Linked DNA regions of Gasterosteus aculeatus: region 1 is linked to region 2. Evidence: chromatin contacts called from public Hi-C data. All regions are on one chromosome and are shown on one strand. The core of a region is the stretch at or near the end of the contact, and the rest is flanking DNA. Distances in the headings are between cores, read along the strand shown.

What was found. Hi-C and Micro-C count contacts between places; a contact is called where the count stands out from the background.
Region 1: a contact with region 2 is called in a Hi-C map of skeletal muscle, with 4 times the contacts expected there. The contact joins the enhancer-like site here to the promoter of arfgef3 in region 2. A contact is called at or near these places in 2 of 6 Hi-C or Micro-C datasets (both in skeletal muscle).

The regions. Positions count from the first base shown.
Region 1 is chr6:18,169,292-18,173,889 of fGasAcu3.hap1.1, reverse strand. It overlaps LOC120820734 (LIM domain-binding protein 3-like), which reads right to left. Exons shown (of 14, transcript XM_078104900.1): 5 at 3,445-3,514; 6 at 2,547-2,740. Among protein-coding and RNA genes, the nearest start is that of LOC144409511, 13 kb to the right of the region's middle. Within about 2 kb of position 1,684, at least 3 of the 9 cell types and tissues checked have open chromatin away from gene starts, as enhancers often do.
Region 2 is chr6:18,135,961-18,140,456 of fGasAcu3.hap1.1, reverse strand. arfgef3 (ARFGEF family member 3) reads left to right here and starts at 2,387. Exons shown (of 41, transcript XM_078104889.1): 1 at 2,387-4,317. The coding sequence starts at 4,233. It overlaps LOC120821042 (melanopsin-A), which reads right to left and starts at 233. Exons shown (of 12, transcript XM_040179400.2): 1 at 86-233.

The DNA.
Region 1 (4,598 bases), core at 435-2,934, 34 kb before region 2:
CTCCCACGAGGCCCCATTTTTTAAACATACGACTTTGTCCGTGCACGCATGCAGGGTGAATGAGCACGCTGCAAAGAGCAGAGGGACAGTGAGACATCCGCAAAAAAGCCAGCCTAAAACACACAGCAAACCGCGATGGTGCACGTTCGCGCTGCACCGACGGCAGATGATTGTCCAAAAAATACAAGTAATTTCGGTAATAATAAAAAAACTCCTTTTAGCTTCTGTACCAGGTGGGTTTAAGGTCCAAATGGCCGGTAGCTCACCCGGTGCTCCCTGCAGGCTGAACCTAATTCCAAAGTAAATATAGGAATACTTGAGGGCCTCCATCAACAACAAAGACCCTTGCACCTCAACCAACATGTTGGGCTTCCACTACATGCCGCTACAATTCTGTGGGGGAACCCAAAGTGCTTTCTGGAGCCTGCAGCGTGGAACCTCCGCCTCATATCTGTCGAGCATCAGACCACATTTTCAAACAGACAATCTGACATTGACGTCGTAATTGTCGTGCCGTGTGAAGATAAACTTCTCTCTCGGCTCTCGTTTTTCATTCTTTTGTTCTGAAATGTCCTCTGCTAACCGATCCAGTGTCAGAAAGGTCAGCTTGAATCAGGTGGAGGCCCATGTTCTATAATGGGCAGGGAAACAACAGGGGCTTCTATGCTTCTGGGCGTTTTACCCACGTGTCAATTAATGCACAATAATGTACTTCTCTTCATCCCAACAGGGACCACAAAGACACCCACAGAGACAAAGCCATGCCTTAAAAACGACACACGATGCACTCAGCAGGAGGGGACACTGACTTGGGGGCGGCTGGGGACAAAACCTTGTTTGACCGACATGGAGAGGAAAGAAGGAAAGAGAAGACGATTAGCCGTCAGAAAACACGTTGGCATGTTTTGTGAGTTTTAACAGCAGGACAAGTTCCCGCTGCAGAAAGGAGAGAAGTGAAGGTCAGAGGTGAACGCGATGTACTCGCACTGCCCTCACCGCCGCACAGCTGTCAGATCAGCGAGTGAAGAGATTCTTCCTTTAGAGGCAACGGGACTTTGACCTTTATTGCAGCGACAATAATAAGAGCAAAAAAACTCTCGAGCGATTTGCAAAACAGAGCATTCATTCCTGAATATATGTAATATCAAGTTCAAATATATTATATATTCAATGAATTATTACTACTATAATTGTTGGAAATGAGCCAGATATTTGGATTCTTAAAAAAACAAAAATAGTGTCATAATAAGTCCCGTCGTCAGGTAACAAAAACACAACGATCCTTTTTTTCAGGGTGAAAGTCCAATACAGAAAGCGTACGGACAGGATGTGTGTGTGTACATGTGTGTGTGTGTGTGTGTGTGTGTGTGTGTGTGTGCGCGTGTAAGGTTCCCTGACCTTTAACAAACAGGTGTTTGGCCCCTTTAGTGATGCTGTAACCGAATCACACTGTGAACTGGGGAAACACCAACGCGTGTGCGTGTGTGTGTGTGTGTGTGTGTGTGTGTGTGTGTGTGGCTATGAATACGTATAGTAACAGTCACACACTTACAGCCCTGTAATATACCAGTGTAGAAACAGTTATGAGTTAAAGTAGGTTTAATCAATAAAATATGCTGTAGGTAACCAAATGTTGCTGCAACTAATATACAACACATATATACTTTGTATATTTTCATCATTTCATCATTCATATCCATGTTTAGGTTCAGCTAAGCTTTTTGGGGGGGAGACTTAATACACTGAATGTACTGAGCCCATTTTTCTCCTTCTTGGGGTTAAAGGTCAGCAGAGCAGAGGTTTTAGGGGAGTCAGTTATTGATCTCTAATCAGCGTGGAATCGTTCTCCCTGAAATGTCTCCAGTGTGACCTGTTGGTCCACGTGGCAGGACGAGGCCGCTAAAGGCAGCAGAGGTCTCAGAGGAGGAGCTGCTGGTTCACGCTCAGAGAAAAGCAACAAACCGTAGAATTAACTGTCGGTTAAACATTGCAAAGTAACTACTTTTGTTTTTAAAAAAGGTGCGAAACTTTGTTAGCTGATGTTAGCATCTGTTCCCATTGCTCATGGAGTGAGAATAGAACGTTGAGATGTTCAATGTGTTCAAACACCTGCATCCCCTGATATGACATCATTTCTTTTCCCAGTTGGCAGGACAGCACTGCAGAACTAAGAGCTAAGAAAGAAATGTGTTCACACCAGAAACAAACGGAACCGTGGTTCAGCCGTTTGTTGCTTCAGGGAGCGTCCGCTTGTAATTTTAGTCTTCCAACTAAAAAGTCAGGTTCACGTCCGGACCCAATGAGTTCGGGGCGAAAGCGCCCTGAATCCTCGCTGAAATCCAAAGAAACAATAGTAATTTTCCCTCCAGACTGCATGTGCATGTAGAGCCACTAAAAATCTGAACTGTACGCCGTTATTCAAAAGAGAAGCCGGGCATGAGGAAAAAACGTGGGCGTTCAGCCCTCTCATTCCCGCCTCTACCAACAGCTCTGCCTCCAAGACCCTCCTCCCGCCACGTTGACTCCTCCTCTCCGTCTCTACGTACCCGGCAGGCCGACCCGCCTGAACGGCCGCCATCTCCCTCAGAGCGTCCCCTGAGTACAGGCCGATGGGGGAGTTATACTGCTTCCTCTGGGCGGGGCTGACGGCCGCCGGCCTCCTCCCGGGGGAGCCTGCGTCTGCAGGCCCGGGGGAGGCGCTGCAGGCCGACGGGCGGCCGTTGACCTGCACTGACCGAGGCTTCGGGTGGAGCGGGGGGTGGGAGGAGACGGGGCCGGGAGGGAGCAGAGAATGTTGGGTAACAGCTATCAATGACTAATCAATATGTTTTAGAGACCAATCAGATTGTAAAAGGTGTAAAAATGTATTTTTGTAGGAACCAAGAAGTGAATCCATGAGGATTTCTTCACCTTGTTTTTGCATTATTTGAGCTCATATTACTAAATCAAGTGATTTCTCCTGTTTTTGGGGTGTTTTAATGGTTCATCCGCTGGCTTTTGAGACATATTTTTTGAGACAAGGATGAAGCTCATGTTCTTCTTCTCTCGGCCACCAGGAGGTGACAACTCATTGTTCTGAACTAGTGGCTGAAAAACTGAGGCTAAGGAGGAACTAAAGGGATCCTTCCACATTTAGATGCTCACAAGGAGAAAAACAAAAACCAATACATGTGCTGCCAAAACTTCATTTCAAGTCAAAACGTGAAAGTTAAGTTAAGAAGTCAAAAAACATGAATCAAATGTAAACAATGTGTTTTTAACATGTTTACAGTAATGACGGACTGGATTTTTATCAGTTTTCTGTGTTTATGTTCAGATTACAACACATTGTGATCAATACCAGATGGAAGCTGATCAGTTTCACTACCCAGGGTGCATTTGGGGGAAGAAGGCATCTACCGTCCGGCTATGTGCAGCAGCAGAAGTGCATTATGGGTAAGCTACCTGTTGGTGCGGGATCATGGGCATGGAGGTGTCGAATCTCTGTGCCTGCATCGGAGCGGGACGCTTTGACCTGAGGGAAGGAAAAGAAAAGATGAGATGATTTCGGGTTAACTTTCATTGGCCGTGCTTTGTTTTGTCATCAACATTTTTGTCCACACAACCAATGAGTTTATGAATTAATCGTTTAGCAACTACGAGATACAATCTTTCACAGGAGGTTATAGATTATAGATTAGGTTCAAATCTCTCCCAAAGGTGTTGAATGCAACATAAAAAATTGACACATTCACTTGTTTTGGTTATATATCTGCTTTGTACCGTTACGTATTAAGAATCCGGACAGAAATGTAACTAGTTGGGTCCAAAGGTTTCTGGGGAAGGAAAGGTCATTTGTCTAAACTCCTGTGAAACCTGTTGTATTTAGAACCAATTTACTGTCAGACCAGCGGGTCGTATCCGTCATCCGTACATGTGATTGTTACCAGAACCATGAGAAAAAAACCCAAAAGGGTCAAAAGAAAGACTTTTAGCTCCAAGTAACACAAGCGTTGCTGCCAGTGAAAATGTTGTTGTGACCTGCAAAGAGTGAGTGTTACACGATGTGCTCTGCACGGGGCCGTTCAGGTGATTCAACACTTTAAATGGAAGAAAAGGTTGACACAAAAAAAAAGCGTAATCATATACAGCAGCCTAGAAAACAGCAGCTTGTGTGGAGGAATGTTTTCATGCGAGTTCGAGCTCTTGAAGTGGTTTATTCAGCTGAGGGGTCGGGATTTTCTCAACACGTAAAGGAACACTTTATCCTGCAGATTATCACACACAGTGCTGGATCCAATGTGCAGCGTTACACAATGCTAATGTAAACCTTTTGTCTTCAAAAAGACACAGACATCGGCACATCTTGTTGTGTACTTCTAGACGAACTGCTGGAATGAGTCCAGAAGTCTCAGATCAAGTATCTGACGGCTTCAACCTACTGACAATCACAGATCTATAACGGCCACTTTGTGTTGTTTGGATGAAATTAATCCTCAATTAAAAATGTATTTTTATTTTGTTATTCTGCTATTGATTGTGTGTTTTCCACAGGGGTCAAAAAGCTTTATATATATTTGATTTCTGGCCTCTACTTCCTGACCTTTGTGTCCACATCA
Region 2 (4,496 bases), core at 1,138-3,637:
AATCTAAATATGCCGTGAACACTTCAAAGGACATGAACACATCCGAATGTCACAGAGTTAGAGGGGTAAAGGATTTTCTCTGTACCTGAATGAGTATTGAGAAGTTGAAAGTGAAAATCCAGAACCGGAAACAGAAACTCAATCAGCTCCGACGTCGTAAAGAAGAGTAACTTCAGCCCAACTCTAGTGACCCCCTGGGGAGAGGGGGGGCAAACGGGTAATTCAGCTCCCGGTTTTTGTCTTCAGGAGTTCTGATTCCGTGAGGGAAACACTCTCCTGTTCTCCGTCATTCACTTGTCTGCTCAGGTACTTAACTCTTATTTACCTCCGGATTAATTTAATGCAGGAAAAAACAACTGAAAAACAAAGCAAGCGTCCAAACAAATCTGCTCACTTAGAGTTCCACTCCTGCAGCTCTCAACTAAGTCCTGGTGCATTCAATCATTCACAAGGTGTTGCGGAGGAAGTGAGAGGATGAGAAAGCAGATTCACTCAGTTGGACATGTTTATAAAGCAGCGAGACACACACACACACACACACACACACACACACACACACACACACACACACACACACGCACATGCACGCACGCACACCTTCATGTGAACACATTGTGTCAGTGGGATGTGTGTGTCTCTAGGTCAGCGCTCTAATGGAAAGTCATTACGTTGATTATCTGCTGACCTGATGCTTGGACACTTTATGCAAATGGACGAGACAAGGACGAACTGATCACTCATTCAACCGATGAACACACGACTGCACAGTGTGTGTGTGTGTGTGTGTGTGTGTGTGTGTTACTCTGTCTCTAATGGACGACTGAGATCAAACTGAAATCACTTCAAATGAATTTTGACGCCCAAATCTGCCACAAGTCAGCGACCGCTCTAAAAATGAGCTTTTCTCATCAGGAATTTAAATCATTCATTAAATATGAATTGAGTTAAGTTTGAATTGTTCTGAATACGCATAAACGTTGACATAAACAACCCACCATGAACCAATTTGACAAACAAATCTTTCTGCGGAAACATTCTACAACGTGATTTCAAGGATATTTGATTCAAATGATTAAACATTTAAATGTGAGTGCGTGCTTTTGAATAACTCCCTGGCGCTTCACGTAGATTCTTTGCGCAGGAGGCACAGAGAAACACTCAGCAGGACACTTAAACTTCAGCTAATTGAGAATGCAACAGGAAAAAAAAGAGGAGAAGAGCTTAAGTCGCAGCTGCTGACATCAACCGGTTTAAGAATAATCACCATTAATGTGTTAATGTGTGTTAATGTGTGTGTAACCCGCATCCATTTAATCACCTTAACTGATGGGGAGGGATGTAGGACATTGACACGTAAGGACACACAAGGACACACAGAGAAACTTGAAGGTCGTGCCTCTCAGTTGGATTAAAGGTCTGTATATTCCACACAGATGCAGCATCCACAATGATTTAGAAACGGCATTAAGCCTGAAGGGAAAGGTAGATCGGGTCCATTCTCTATTCTTTAATTGTCCTTCAGCTGGCGGGAGATCTTCTTTACAAATATCTACCATTTAGGATGGAGGTACTTCTTCTCGTCTGACGTTTTCTTCCTCCTACACGTCTCTAGCAAACACCTGTATGCTTTTACCGTCAGACAAATTTCACATTTTTCAGCAAACCTGCTGATGTTTTCCACCGATCTGGTGCTCGTCTGTCTCTCAGGACTTCTGCTTGATTGCCAGCTGTTGCAAGAAGCTCCAGGGTGGAGGTGTGTGTGTGCGGGTGGAGGTGTGTGTGTGTGTGTGTGCGCGGCTGAGGGCATTAAAAAAATGAAAAGAAAAAAAATGATTTTTCGTTAAACCTTTAAATGAATTTTCTGTCAATCAGACGTATCATTGGTCACAGGCACAACCTTATTCAAAATACTCAATTATAAACCTGTTTTAAATGGATTTTTCAGAAAGAATTGCACTTTCTGATTCCTGTTTGACTTTTTGACACAAAAAACACAAAATTACTTTTACCGAAAACCAGCTGCTAAACGATCACTGCGTTCAAAAGACGCCTCGTGGAAAGTCAAGTGCTGTTATGTTGCACACGTAGCGTCCAAAAGACCTTAATGACAAAACTCCCATCACAAGAAAATGGGGGAAATGGATATTCAGGTTCTAACACAGATTCTACATCACATATAACAATTTCAAACCAATGCTTCTGTCGTAAGTAAACATTCTGCTTTTAACATGTTATCCATTAGTGAACATAAAGGATTTACTGCAGCACTTGGTTAAAACTGTTAGCTAATCATTATTTCCGTATGGATTTTACTGCTAATTAATTTCCATGCCGACACAATTATCCAGAGCCCAACTGGAAACCCTCACACATGTTTTTTCCATGAATTTTATTTTGTATTTTACATACAAATATAGTTGTCCCTGACGCTGTCAGTCAATGATAATGAAGTAGAAGTAGAAAGTGTCATAAAAAGAAAAGTACAGGTACCTTGCATCTGTAATTAAGTACAATATCACATCTCTTGTTTTCTCGTTAAAAGGCTCCGGCGGCGCAGAGCTCTATGCTTCCACGAGGAACTAAACTTTCGCACTCATGAAAAGAAAAAAATAGATGACCGTCTCCCGGTTTGACGCTTCAATGCGGCTCCGACCCAAATCGCACACTGTTGTGTAATGCTCATTGGCTAAAAGTGCAGCGCGTGTGTCTCAACGCTGTCCACTCAGAATGATGAGTACAAGTACACATCACACACAAGTGATGCGGTAACTGTGTCAAAGGAGCGGCCGGTAGCCGATTCAGCAGGTTTTACTTTTAAAATGAATGTTTTTGACACACTTAGATACTCGGCAGTGCGGTTGAATCATCGTATAGTTTAGTAGATCAGGCTTTTGTGTAGAGGCCTCGTTGGTTTAGTTGGGTGCAAACTATTGGCACCTGTTGGTCGGGCGTGTAGGCAGGTGGGACCAGCATGCACCTGGGCAGCCCAATGGTTTTAAACAGAGGCAGAGAGGCGACGCGTGAATGAACAATGGCCTCCCTGTAAAACCTGTGGCATTGTAATTATTGGGGGGGGGGGGTAGTAATTATTGAGGAGGCAGCACTGTGTCCTGGGCTCTAAAGGGCCCAACGAGTCCCCCCCCCTGCCTCACACACCAAGCACAACCCCAAACATTAATCCCAGGGTCACACCGTGGTACAGATCATCAGTAAGGCTACAGAAAACAGTAGAAACTATTTAATCCAACACCGCCATCAGGTGGACCCACGAGGACACGCGCTGCCTGTGTAAAAATCTGAATATGTAGACAGAATAAAAATCATAAGTAATCAATAAAAATAATATGTCACAATATATTTATTTTAAATATGTAAATTGAAAAGAATAGGTATTTTGTTAATGTAGAGTTACATTAATATGTAAATTGGGGGAAAAAATAATCTCTAGATTTATGATTTATGCCTTTTCCACAGAATAATAATACGCATAAAACAATAACCTACTCATAAATTTTTTAAAAACATTTCCCCATAACGTCACGAGTCGTGACGATGCTCTCTGACTCCACCTGCGCTTCCTCCACCTGTCGCCCCGCCGTCACAGGAAGTCCCGTTCCAGCCTCCACCAATCCGCGCCGCAGTTTCCAGCTCCCGTACTGGGGGCGGGGCGCAGTAAACACTGCGTTGCCAGGTCACAGCAAAATCCCCCCTTTTATTTGAGGGTTTTTTCCTTTTTGCGGAACGATCCCTGCGACGCGTCCTTCGCCCCGACGGCGGATTGATTTTTTTGTGGGATGGACGCAGGAAACCGGATCCTGGACGCGGTGAACACAACGAGCATCCACTGGAACGGATTTACCAAAACACGGCAGTGGCGAGCGGGGACACCCGACCGGCGGGGACGGGGAGAGTGGCGTCATTTCGCCGTGTTGATCCGCTGCTGGATGGGTGATGATTCCCGGTGACTGTTCGTCCGGTGTCGGATTATCTCCGCTGTGCCACCGAAAGAGAGGCTTCCTCGTCCCGCCGGCCGGCCTGACATCACCGCCCGCTCGTCAGGGGATGAATCACCGCCTTCATCGCGGGCTGCTGGTGCTGCTGGTGGGGTTCGGGATGCTGTCGCTGTACTGTTAACACACATTAAAAAAACAACACACACAACAGCACCTCCCGCACGCCCCCGCGCGTCTCCTCCCCCCCGCAGCGCGGCGCGTCTCCCCCCGGGAGTCAGCATGGAGGACATCCTGCGTAAACTGCAGAAAGACGCGTCCGGCCACAAGCACAAAGCCCTCCGCGACGCCTGCGTCTACGCCCGCGGTGAGTGCACAGCAGCTCCCCCCACCTGTCTCCCCCCGTCCCCCGCTGTCTCCCCCCCCGTCTCTCCCAGTCTCCGGCTCTAGTAAAAGGGGTAAAAAGGGTAAAAGCTTTAAAGTAACGTATTAAAATTATTATTATTATTTTTTATTATTATTATTATTATGTCGGGAGGCGACGGG